2 separate regions of the Astyanax mexicanus genome follow, and region 2 is linked to region 1. A link is a contact called in public Hi-C data. All regions are on one chromosome and are shown on one strand. Each heading gives the region's core, a stretch centred on a gene start, on an enhancer-like site or on the middle of the called end of the contact. The rest is flanking DNA. Distances are from core to core; before and after follow the strand shown. Region 1 holds the start of mrps18a (mitochondrial ribosomal protein S18A). Region 2 has its middle 55 kb from the start of LOC125798106.

Region 1 (5,617 bases), core at 807-3,306:
TTGATGTAGTTTAGTAAGTGTTAATCTATAGATGATACAATGAAGAACAGAAGGTACAGTGTAACGCCTTTTTTCCATACATATTCTGCTTTACTGATTACAAAATACCCAAATTTAATCACACCATTAAATTAGTAAATATAATAGTTATTGGAGTGTCATCAATGAACTACGCTATATCATAGTCAGCATATAAAGCATGTTTTAAAATAGCAATGAGCTTCCTGCTGTGAGGGGTTTGCACATGGTGATCTTAAATTATGACAGGAATCACATGCTTGCCATTTTCGGTGCTGGTGGAAAGAGCGGTGAGATATATAGGGCATAATTAGATTGCTTCATGTGAGTCGTCACATATAAGTGTGCGTGCGGAAAGACTGTGCCAATTTTTCTAGACACTGCAATGATCCCACAGCACTGTAATATATAATGTACATATAATGTAGAATTAGTACATGAGAGGTCAAGAGTGCAAATAAAATTGCTTAACATAAAATGGTTTCAGTTTCCCAATCAGCAATTTTTTTACCAAGCACCTTATAAGGAATAAATGAAATAGACAGACATGTTGGTACTTTTTGTTCTATTAATTGTCAGCACCTACGTACGACCTCTTTACCACAAAATTAAAACTGCTTTAAATGTTTTATGTTTTAAAATTTGGAATTCTGTATTTACTGTGAGTAAAACCATGCCATGGCAGCAGCTTCCCATTCAAACACCAGCAAACTGATAAATAAGGCTCAAAACAAAGGCACATAGCAATGGTTGCTAAGCAGCGAGTGTGGGGTTGACAAAATAACACTTGGGATGCTTGAAAATGGTCACTGAACAACATTCAGGAATGAAGCTGAGAGCATAAGATTTTTGATTGGCCATTATGGCAGCACTCAAAGAAAACAAAAAGTCTGCCAGTGGAACTCCTCTTACCCTTGTGAAGTTATACTTCTATTTGCTGAATGCAGAAGCACTATTGTGTTTGTATTGAAAAGAGACATAATGATTCATTTATTCCTTTCAAATGTAGGTAAAGGCCAGATATATTTTTTGAATGAGGAACTGTTCCAGTTGGACAATGACGAATGTACAACTTAAGTTCTTTATATATTGATAATTGCTTTTTACTTTAATACCATATAGACAGATAAATACCACATAGTACCACACTAGGGTCAGGTGCCACTCTGTCACAAGCTTTCATTCATACAATTTTATTCTGTTCATTATTCTGTTTAAGGTGCTGCAGTGCCCTCTGCTGGCCATTTATTATTAAAAACAAGCTCACAGACACAGCCTGCTTTCTCAGTACTTTCTCAGCTCTTGTCTGTCCATTTCAGCGCAGTACGCAGTACACAAAAGAATACAAACTTTTCTGAAAAAATAAAAAGAACAACATAATATTGTTGTTTACATAAAATTTGGTGGTTTAAATTATCTTTGTTCACACCTCTCACGTTAAAGCGTTATTGTTTTATTTGACACCTAGAGGAACTTAAAAAGAGAACACAGTGTATGTGCTGTTTGACACTGGGTGTACTTTAAAGTCCACTTGTTCACTTTCTATCTTCAAACATGAGCTAAAGACCTATTTCATTATCACTTTATAAGGCACTTCTACCTAATAATGCTTATACTGAACGTATCATGTCTTGTCCGCATGTTCTGTTGTCAGACGTGCCTGCAGGGTTATGTTGTCTGTGTACGCTAATATTAGACAAATCACTCAGTTAATTACCTTTAAACTTAATCTCGAAGCTGCTTATACTTATAACTTATTCCTGGCCTTTTTGTGTACACCTACGTTATATTTGCAAGTATTAAACTTGATCGCAAACAGGCCTAAACATAAACATAATCCATTAGGCGGCGTAAATATTACATAAACTTTAGCTTATGTGACCTGGGTTGCCGCAATTTCAGATAAAAGTAGATCTAAGTACCGAATACATCCTAAATAACAGAGTAATCAGCAGCACTGGGACGCTGTGGCGCTGGGCTGGAGCCGCTGCTGGTGTTGGGCTGTGTTTCCGCGGTTCTGCTGTCAGTCTGTTCTCCTGAAGCCTGTCTGTACACTCCGGATCAGCAGGCGGCAGTAGCGCGCGGTACCGTTATCTCAGGAGCGGGAGTGCTAGTAAGTGTTAGGAAGTGAAGGTCGGTAAGAGCATGGCGGCTCTGCGAGTTCTGAGCTGTGTGAGAGCGGCTCTCAGTACCGCTTACTGCGCCGCAACCTCCGGTACTTTAACCCGCGTACCCTTCTTACCCCCGCTGACCGGCTTCTGCTTCCCCGCTGCTCGGGGGATTCGGCAGGGTAAGTAGCGACTATAGGGACGGGCTGGTCTTCTGAAAGACCTCACTCTTTACCCATTTTATAGAAGACAGATTAATAACGTGCTGCTTTTCTTTATAAAATTGTAAACAGGTGAACTGACGTTGTGTTTAAAAAGCAAGAAAAATGACTAAATCTACGGAATAAATGAGAATAATCGAGATCCGATTTAAAGCGTGTAAATAACTTTAATTTGTTTCATGCTGTCATTAAGTAAGTACTGAACATCCTGCTGTGCAGAGAGAAATGCAGGAGGGTTAAACAGAACAAACCGCACAGTTAGTCCAGTGCTATATAAACCATGCTCTACGACTATGTGGATATCTTCTGTTTTTCAGTTGTGGAAAAGAAGGAGGGTAAAACTACACTGGTGAGTGGTTTCAGATACATATCTGTATGTCTTGTCTTTGACAAACGTATAACCTGTCTTATTAATTCAAATATTGAATGTTGTATGAGCTTTTTTTCTGTGTTCTGTGCAGATTGAAGGTGTAACAGTAGCCACACCAGACAGAGCACAGCCTCCAAATCCAGCAGCAAAATGCCCTATTTACCAGTGGAACCTGCAGAACAAGTACACATACGAGGTAATTCCTTCCTAAAATAAGGCTGTACTGTTAAGAGTCAGTGGATTTACAAATGGGCATCATATGATAGCATCTCTTTCTGTATAATTTTACTACTACTACTAGCATTAATAATATTAAATTTAAGTGATAAAAATAATAATAATAATAATAATAATAATATAAACAATAATAAAATTAGTATGGTAAGAAAATGATGAGTGGGAAAAAAATAATTTTGGACTATCTTCAGTTTCCTTTTGGTGACCAACTATGATAAAAGACTCAGGTAAATGCTTAAAAAAGTGCTCAACAGCAAAGTTTAGAGCTGCAGAGAGAAGAGGACATCATGCATATATCACATAAACCTAATCATTTTAGAATAACAGTAAATAAAATATAAAAAATAGATAGAAAAACAAAGGAAGATAAGATTAATACAACAAAAAATAGTTAAAATTAAGCTAAAACTAAGTGTTGCATAATACAGTAAGCAAAATACAAATAAATAAATGAATAAAAAAATAAAAGCAATATTAATAATAATAATAATAATAAAGAAAATCAAAATAAGTGTAAAAGCAATAGTACAAAACTTAAAAAAATAAAGCTGATCCAATCACTAGATCGAGTCAGATAATTACTGTTATTTACATTCTTTAGTGAAGTAATGTATTCTGGCAAATGACTGGAGAGTTCCTTTATAAATAAAAATCAACCAGTGTGTTTTTCTTCGTATCGTTAAAGATGGGCAACCGACTTTTGCATAGAGCTCACAGTGAGTTCTGTACGGCTTTCCAGTAATGAACCTCAGTGCAGAGCGATACACTGGGTCCATTATTTGAGGGAGCTGGAGGGAGCATATTTATAAATAATGTCACTGAAGTCCAGCACTGATAGGAAAGTTGCCTCAACTAATCTTTTCCTGGCGTGCATGGGGAGTGTCTATAAAATAACACTTCCGTCTGCATTTACTGACTAGTTTATTTATGTGTTGTTAAAAAGTGGGTTTATCATCCAACCATATGCCAAGGTATTTATATTCTGTGACTCTCTCAATGGTGGATCCTTCCAGGGTTGTAATATTTACAGTACTGAAATCAGTATTTAGAGATCTGGAAAACAACATGAACTTAGTTTTTATGGCATTTTAAAACTAGTTTGTGCTTAAACAATGCAACTTGTAAAAATCATTAAATGAGTTCTGTAATTTTCTTGCTGCAGCCTGAACAGAATCAGCTGAGCAATATAAAATTGTCCTCTGCATAAAGAAGGATTTTGCAGTCTGAGGTAGAAGCTGAGGCAACAATATCTGTGATGTATATATTAAATAAAACTGAACCCAAAATTGAACCTTGAGATATACCTTTAAACAAGTTATTCAGTGACATTTAAGGTCCTTAAAAGAAGAGAGTGATCAGCTTTGTCAAAAGCTTTTGTGAAGTCTATAAAAACAGCTGCACAATGTTTCTTCTTGTCCATGTCTGAATAGAGATTGTTTAAAACCAGTGTTGTAGCAGAGATAGTGCCTTCTCTGAAACCAGACTGATACTTATATAAAAACTGAATTGTTGGTTCACTAGAGACTCTAACATCTTAGCTAAACATGGCAGTTTTAAGACTGGCCTATAGTTATTTAACTTTTTCTCACCACCTTTATGCAGATAAATTACATGAGCTGTTTTCAAGACACTGGGAATTCTGCAAGATAAAACTAAGATTAAAAATGTATAAAATTCATTTTAAAATAATTAGGATTGCAAGACGCTATGAAAAGGGGTCCAGCCCATCTTCTCCAGTGGCTTCTCTTGGATTATCTTGGCCAGCATATAATTTTACGTTTTAAGATCACTCAAAAGAAAGAGTGAATAGCACATTGCTATGTATAGGGCTTTTAGCACAGCCAATATTTGATATTGTTATTTGATTGTTGATATTGCCATTTGGCACATTTCCCAGTTTGTAGACACCTTTCACATCTTGTGTGGGATATTTTACCAATTCTTCCTTGTTGCAAGCTTCGTCTTCCATCGGGGTATTGGGTTATGTGCGCAATGCTCCTACAATTTATTTGTAAAGGTTAGGATATGGCTGTTAATACTACTTCTTTTACTTTTTACTACAGCCTTCTAAGGGTTTGTGGGTATTTAGGATTTCAAATGCTAGACAGTTGTTTAGAGGAGCATATGGCTGTTGATTGTTGAGACAAGTTTAGAGGAGTCATTGCATTTGAAATTTGCATCACCTGGCCATTACTAACAATACCTAGATCTGGTTCACAATCAAGTTTGAGGCATTGGTAATAAGAGCTCAAATAAATATCTTTAAAATTGTTTTTGTTTTTTTGTATAATGTATTATTTTTGTTTAATTGTGCAAAATAAACACCCAATCTACATTAAAATGTTGAAATAATCTTTACTTTTAACTCTGGTCTTTTTGCAATAACTATTTGTTTGTGTCTGTATGATTTATTATTTTTGAGACTTGTATTATTTTTGCTCCAAAATTCTTGCAGGATGTGTTGCTGCTTAGTCAGTTTATCCGCTCAGATGGAGGGATGCTGCCAAGGCGTATCACGGGTCTCTGTCCTGAGGAACACCGCAAGATAGCCATCTGTGTGCAGATGGCTCATCGAGCAGGTGAACTAGTAAATACTGTATTCACCTATAATACCAAATATTCACCTGCCCTTTTATTTCTACTGTAGATTTAAAACATTTGAA
Region 2 (5,617 bases), core at 1,897-4,396, 89 kb before region 1:
TAGGCTTAGATTTTCAATCATTGGCCTTTTAAACAGATAAATGTTGCTGACAGTGTAATTTAGTCTAAGACTGATGTTCTGGTCTTCCCAGAAAAACAATGTGCCTTAATTACAAACTCCATGTGCCATTCGGATACTTGGCTGATATTTGGCATTGTGTGGAAGTTAATGCTATGTGTCCAGTGGCAGCATGCACAGTATAACATGAAAAATAATAGTAATATAAAAAATAGAGCCTTGGTGACAAATTTTTACTTTTATATAATTTGATCATTTGGATGAAGCTGTTAAAGATAATTTATCTTTACAAACTGGTCTTGGTTGTGTAGGATTCCAAACATTTTAAATATCTTTAGTATAACAAGTAAATCCAACTAATATCTGGACCCGGCTCTGGATTGTCAACAGCTGTTTATACTACTTTGCTGTCTAACTAAAAAGTTAGGCTGCATCACAGTAAGCACAAGCAGCATCCCCAGGTGGGGTGGACAACATCCCTACCTAAAAGACCAGGCTTTAACCAAAACCACTTGGACATCCAGCAGTTCAGCACTGTAAGCTGCAATGGGATGGGGCCAGGCTAAATTGTGGCTTTGGACATCGTCTAGAACAATTTAATCACCATGTTTAATGTTTTGACACTGGAACTACTTGGACCACTTTAGTCTCTTCTGACTATTGTAGATGGATATAATTGGTCCCTATGCAAATTATTATATTCAGATATCTTCCGTTGCTTTAGTAATATGTTTCTGGTCATAGTCCAGCTTCAGTCTTAAGTGTCATTTGATATCTGAGGAACAAAATACAGAGCAAGAGGCACAACTGTCCTAATATTGCATTACTTGTTTCATGCCTAATTGCTAATTATCCTCTTAAATGGATGGACTGTGAATTGAATGGGATTCTAAATCATTTCAACTATGCCTGCCACCCAAATATAAGTGATATGTGACACAAGGCGCTCCATGAATGAACTTGGTTTCTCCTGGTCATGCTTGCAGCAGAATCTAAATATAGAACAGACAGCTCAAGGCCAAAAGCCTCAGACGGTTCTTTGACTGCAAAGTCTTGCTTCTGTCGGACACATTTTCCCTGAATGAGTCTGCAGTCTCACCGGCAGTGGCCACTGTTCACTCACCATTAAAGGTCTCTCTCTCTCTCTCTCTCTCTCTCTCTCTCACTTTTTCCACTGTGTAGCTGGTTCCCATAGCAACAGCAGACATGGCAAACTGCACGTTGCCAAAGTGCTGGGTTCAGCCGTGCTGCACTGTCAGACTGTCAGCTGAGACGGGAAGGAGGGGGTGCCTACAAAGAGAAAGTATACAGGGTTAGAAGCAGAAATAGTGAAAGAGAGTCAAAGTAAGCCAAAATATCCTTGAATAGATTTTCTTCCCAGAAGGAAAAAAAAATAAGAGGAGTTTTAAAAGTGAATAAGCACAGGGGGCTCTACAAACCATGAGACAGACATAAGGAAAGAGACAGAAAAATGAAAACAGATGCTAAACACTGTATAGACTCTTTGTTCTGTAAGATACATTGATAGCGTGTTACACTCTAAAAAACAGAGGTACGATATGAGTACTTTTTTGTACTCGAAGGTACATTCTTTATAATTGTACCCTCAAAGGTACAATATTGGTCTTTACAGGGTCAGATTTGTTCCCTCTGAAGTACAAAGTCATTTCTAACAGCAATAAGTACAGATTTGTACCATTTAACCAGCCAAAAGGTACATTCAGTATTCTGCATCACTGTACTAATGAACAGTATATATTTAAATTGCACATTTTTTATTTGAAAGCCAGACAATTTTGTATCATCAAGTTTTTGAGACATTTTTAGTTGATGACAATGTTTATAATCTTTATAATCTTTGCTGGCACAAAAACCATGGGTACAAAAAAGTACTTTCACTGAAAGGTACTTTTTTGAACCTTAATATAAGGTACAGCCCCAGCGACAAGCTTTGTACTCTTTTAAGTACAAATCTGTACTTATATTTCTTAGAGTGTAGAGTAATTGACCTGTTTGGATATTCACATTGTTATTTTTTTTAAATATCTATTCCTAAAAAAGCTTCAGCTGGCACACACACACACACACAACACTCATTTAATAATATCCTTCTGCAGGACTAAATGTAAAAAGTAATGTAAAGAACAGCCTTAGTGTAAGGAGGAAACATCAGGCAGATATTAAGTGGTTAACTCAGAACAAGCCCTTTGTCACAAGAAATACATGCTGAGAAGCACGTAGAGTGTATTCAGTCTCAAGCAATGTGTGTGTGCCTGCACATGACTATTGGTGGTTGGCTGTTGATACTGGGATTGTGTTGCATTTATCACAATCCAGTGCAGAGTAAAGAGCAACGTCAAGCACAATGCGTCTCACAAGAATATGCGTCTCTTTATGATCTGGGATTACAATTTTCTCTCTCACTCGCTTCCCATTTCTCTCCATTTTTGCAAAATATATGACTTGGTGTCAATAGGTCTCAAGTGATGATTATTCCCATAACTATCATTTACAAAAGTTGGCTACCCCTTGTCAAATAACACATTGTGTTGATTTTCTATGGGAAAATAAGTAAATAAATCCTCTGCCTCACACATTTTTATTGCACATTTTAGGCACCGTTTCCTTTTTTGCTGAATTAAATATATATTTACTCTCACACAAATCAGTTATTTTTACTTTTTGATATTAATTACATTTGACAGCTGTCCTTTATGATGAATGGACTAAATAAAAAAAGTGTTTGTACATTTCACATTCTAGATTTTATATATTCAGCTATTTTAAATAAAGCAAAAACACAAATTGTGCCTTATAGGCAGTGGTGTGTTTTTGCAGAATAAAATGTAAAATTATTCATATTTATTTACCCTTTGAAGCTTTTACTGTCTCTACTGGGTGAAATGAATCAGAACAGAATGTGTGTATCATAAACATATACACCAATCATATACGCCATATACACCAGTGTTCCAACACGCACTGTCTATTTTACCATACATTACTGCTTGTAGTTCTACAAGACTTCTTTGCTTTCTTTCTCCAATGATCAGCAGGACCCAACAGCTGTGCCTATTGGTGTGTGCAGGTGTGTGTGTGCGTGCGTTTGTGTGTGTGTGTATGCGTGTGTGTGTGTGCATGTGTGTGTGTGCGTGCGTGTGTGCGTGTGTGTGGCTAGACACTTTGATGGTCATATAGTTTACCATTAGCTGTTTAAGACAGGAATGGAGTTTCTAAATATTGTCCTGCTACAATTGTTGTTAAAAGTTTCGAAGCTAAAGTTTGGTCCTGAGACCTCAAATCTAGATGTTTGTTAAGTGGGTGTGTTGGATGTTAAGCTTTATTATATTGCCCACACAGGGTGTGAGAAAGTGTGCAGTTAAGGACAGCCTGCTGATGACTGATCTGTCTCAGTCTCTAAATAAACCAGCCCTTTGATCAGGCAGCCACGCATGCTGGACATCGCTATGCTGACCCTTTAAAGAACGGACACAACACACTCTTTCAGCTATGCCCCCACCCGCCTGCATGATCTGGCTCACACTGCCTCCCCAGACTTTTAAAAGCACATGGGCTAAAAGTCAAACTCAGTGCTATTGACTTTTGAGGTCATGTCACTTGGTACTTGGCCATTAATTAACAGCGGCAAATGCCACCAATCAGGCCCTCTCGGTGATCATACAGTAGTTTGTTGGAAATATACTTTAGTCCAATAGGGGCGATTTTCCAAAACATCAAACAAATCAAACCAGTTTAGTCCAGCACTTGTGTGTGCAAATGACTACAAATTGACCTCAGAGGCGTATAAAACTGCAGGCATGACACTGTAAATGTATTTGGGGCTCTAAATTAGGCATTATCATAAGTATGGTATAGTGGGACATTTGAGAATATTTTAATTTTATATTTTACCTGATTTTGAACCCATGGTTTGGAGTAGAAACTTTGGTCACTGAGAAAACGTTTTTTTTCTTTTTAGTTACATTTCCTTTTTTTGACCTTATCACAATAATACTTAACAATTATAGCACAAAGACAGCAAGAAATATGAATCATATATCAAATATGAATCATCATTAAAATATTTGCTTTTAATACCATTGGTAAGATACCACTTAAAAGAGACCAGCACTGTATGGTGTTATTGTGATAAGCACAATCAAATTTCTAGATATAAATCATTTCTTACAACTCATATTGCAGCAAAGTAGATTAATCAAAATACGGCTGGATGATAGCTCCAGCATCTCAGTTTACCACAAATCCTATAAATCCCTGCATCTGCATCCTGTATCTAAAGGAAAACTTTAAATACACAAAGCTTAACTAAGCAGGTGAGTGTTCAGGCTAGACGCTAGATTAAGTGCCAAACATTTTCTGTTAATCTACTCCAGAGTCGGAAGGCTTTCTAGAAAAGGCCCTTCTGTCTTCTTAAACTTTCAGAATTCCCAGAACTAGTAAGAATTCAGTACCTTGTGGTCCTGTGCAGGTATTCCAAAGACAGTCTATGTAGGTCTATAACAGGAGACTTTTTTTTTTTATATACTCTTTATTTATTCACAATTTTGAGATACAAAACAACCTAACACAGTGTTCAAAAAAGGGAACAAATAATAAGGTGAGTGAGAAAGCTAAAAGGGAAAAGGGGGAGGGAGAAAAAAAAAAAAGACACATGAGGTCACAGAATAGCTGGGTTTGACAATTCCATATACTTACTTTAAATCAAAAGTCAATATGGGCTATCTTTCAGTTTGGTTAAATAAACTCTCCATTTACCCCATCTTTTTTCTCCCAGTTCTTTCTGGAGTCTTATTGAAAAGGTCATCTGTTCTAGAAGGTGCATTTGTTTAACAATGGAGATAAAAGTACCAACTGTACGAGCTTTTTTTTCATTTGGTAACGGCCTTCTTGCTTGCGGCTAATAGAATCTTTAGGAGATACATGTCATCATTACTCAGACCATCTGGAAAGATACAGAGATACATGCATGTGAAAGTTGTGTTAATGCCAAATCCCAGAATTCTTGCGACAATCGCAGCCACGTCCTTCCAAAAAGACTGAATGAAGGGGCAAGACCAAAAAATGTGTGCATGATCAGCCAAGATTGTTCCACAGTTCCTCCAACACTGTAATTGAGTGCCAAGCTGTTTAGATTTCTGTTTAGGAGTGATGAAAAACCTAATTAAGTTCTTCCAACAGAAATCTCTCCAATCCAGTGAACATGTAGTGGTTGACTGTATTTTCCAGGCTGTCAGCCACATATCCTCAGTTATTTCAATTTTCAGCTCCTTTTCCCAACGATGTTTTACATAGTCAGTTGAATCCTTTTTCAATATTATGATGCCATTGTATAACTTGCTTATAAGGCTTTTCATATTTCCAGAGTTATAAGCATTAATGAATACCTGGATTACAATTGGCAGTTCACTAAAATGTGGACCCTTTATCTTTTTATGAAAGTAATTGCGGAGCTGTAAATACCTATAGAAATCTTGACTACTCAACCCATGTGACTTACATAAAGAGGCAAAACTATTTAGTTCCCAGTCTTTTACTATTTTACATAATGCAGTAATACCGGAGCCAGTCCATTGCTTAT

The links. Hi-C and Micro-C count contacts between places; a contact is called where the count stands out from the background.
Region 2: a contact with region 1 is called in a Hi-C map of muscle, with 17 times the contacts expected there. The contact joins the enhancer-like site here to the promoter of mrps18a in region 1. A contact is called at or near these places in 2 of 3 Hi-C or Micro-C datasets (both in muscle).

The regions. Positions count from the first base shown.
Region 1 is chr2:26,783,617-26,789,233 of AstMex3_surface, reverse strand. It overlaps mrps18a (mitochondrial ribosomal protein S18A), which reads left to right and starts at 2,056. Exons shown (of 6, transcript XM_022663942.2): 1 at 2,056-2,308; 2 at 2,665-2,696; 3 at 2,809-2,913; 4 at 5,410-5,533. The coding sequence starts at 2,164.
Region 2 is chr2:26,873,395-26,879,011 of AstMex3_surface, reverse strand. No RefSeq gene overlaps it. Among protein-coding and RNA genes, the nearest start is that of LOC125798106, 55 kb to the right of the region's middle. Within about 2 kb of position 3,146, the one cell type or tissue checked has an H3K27ac peak away from gene starts, as active enhancers do.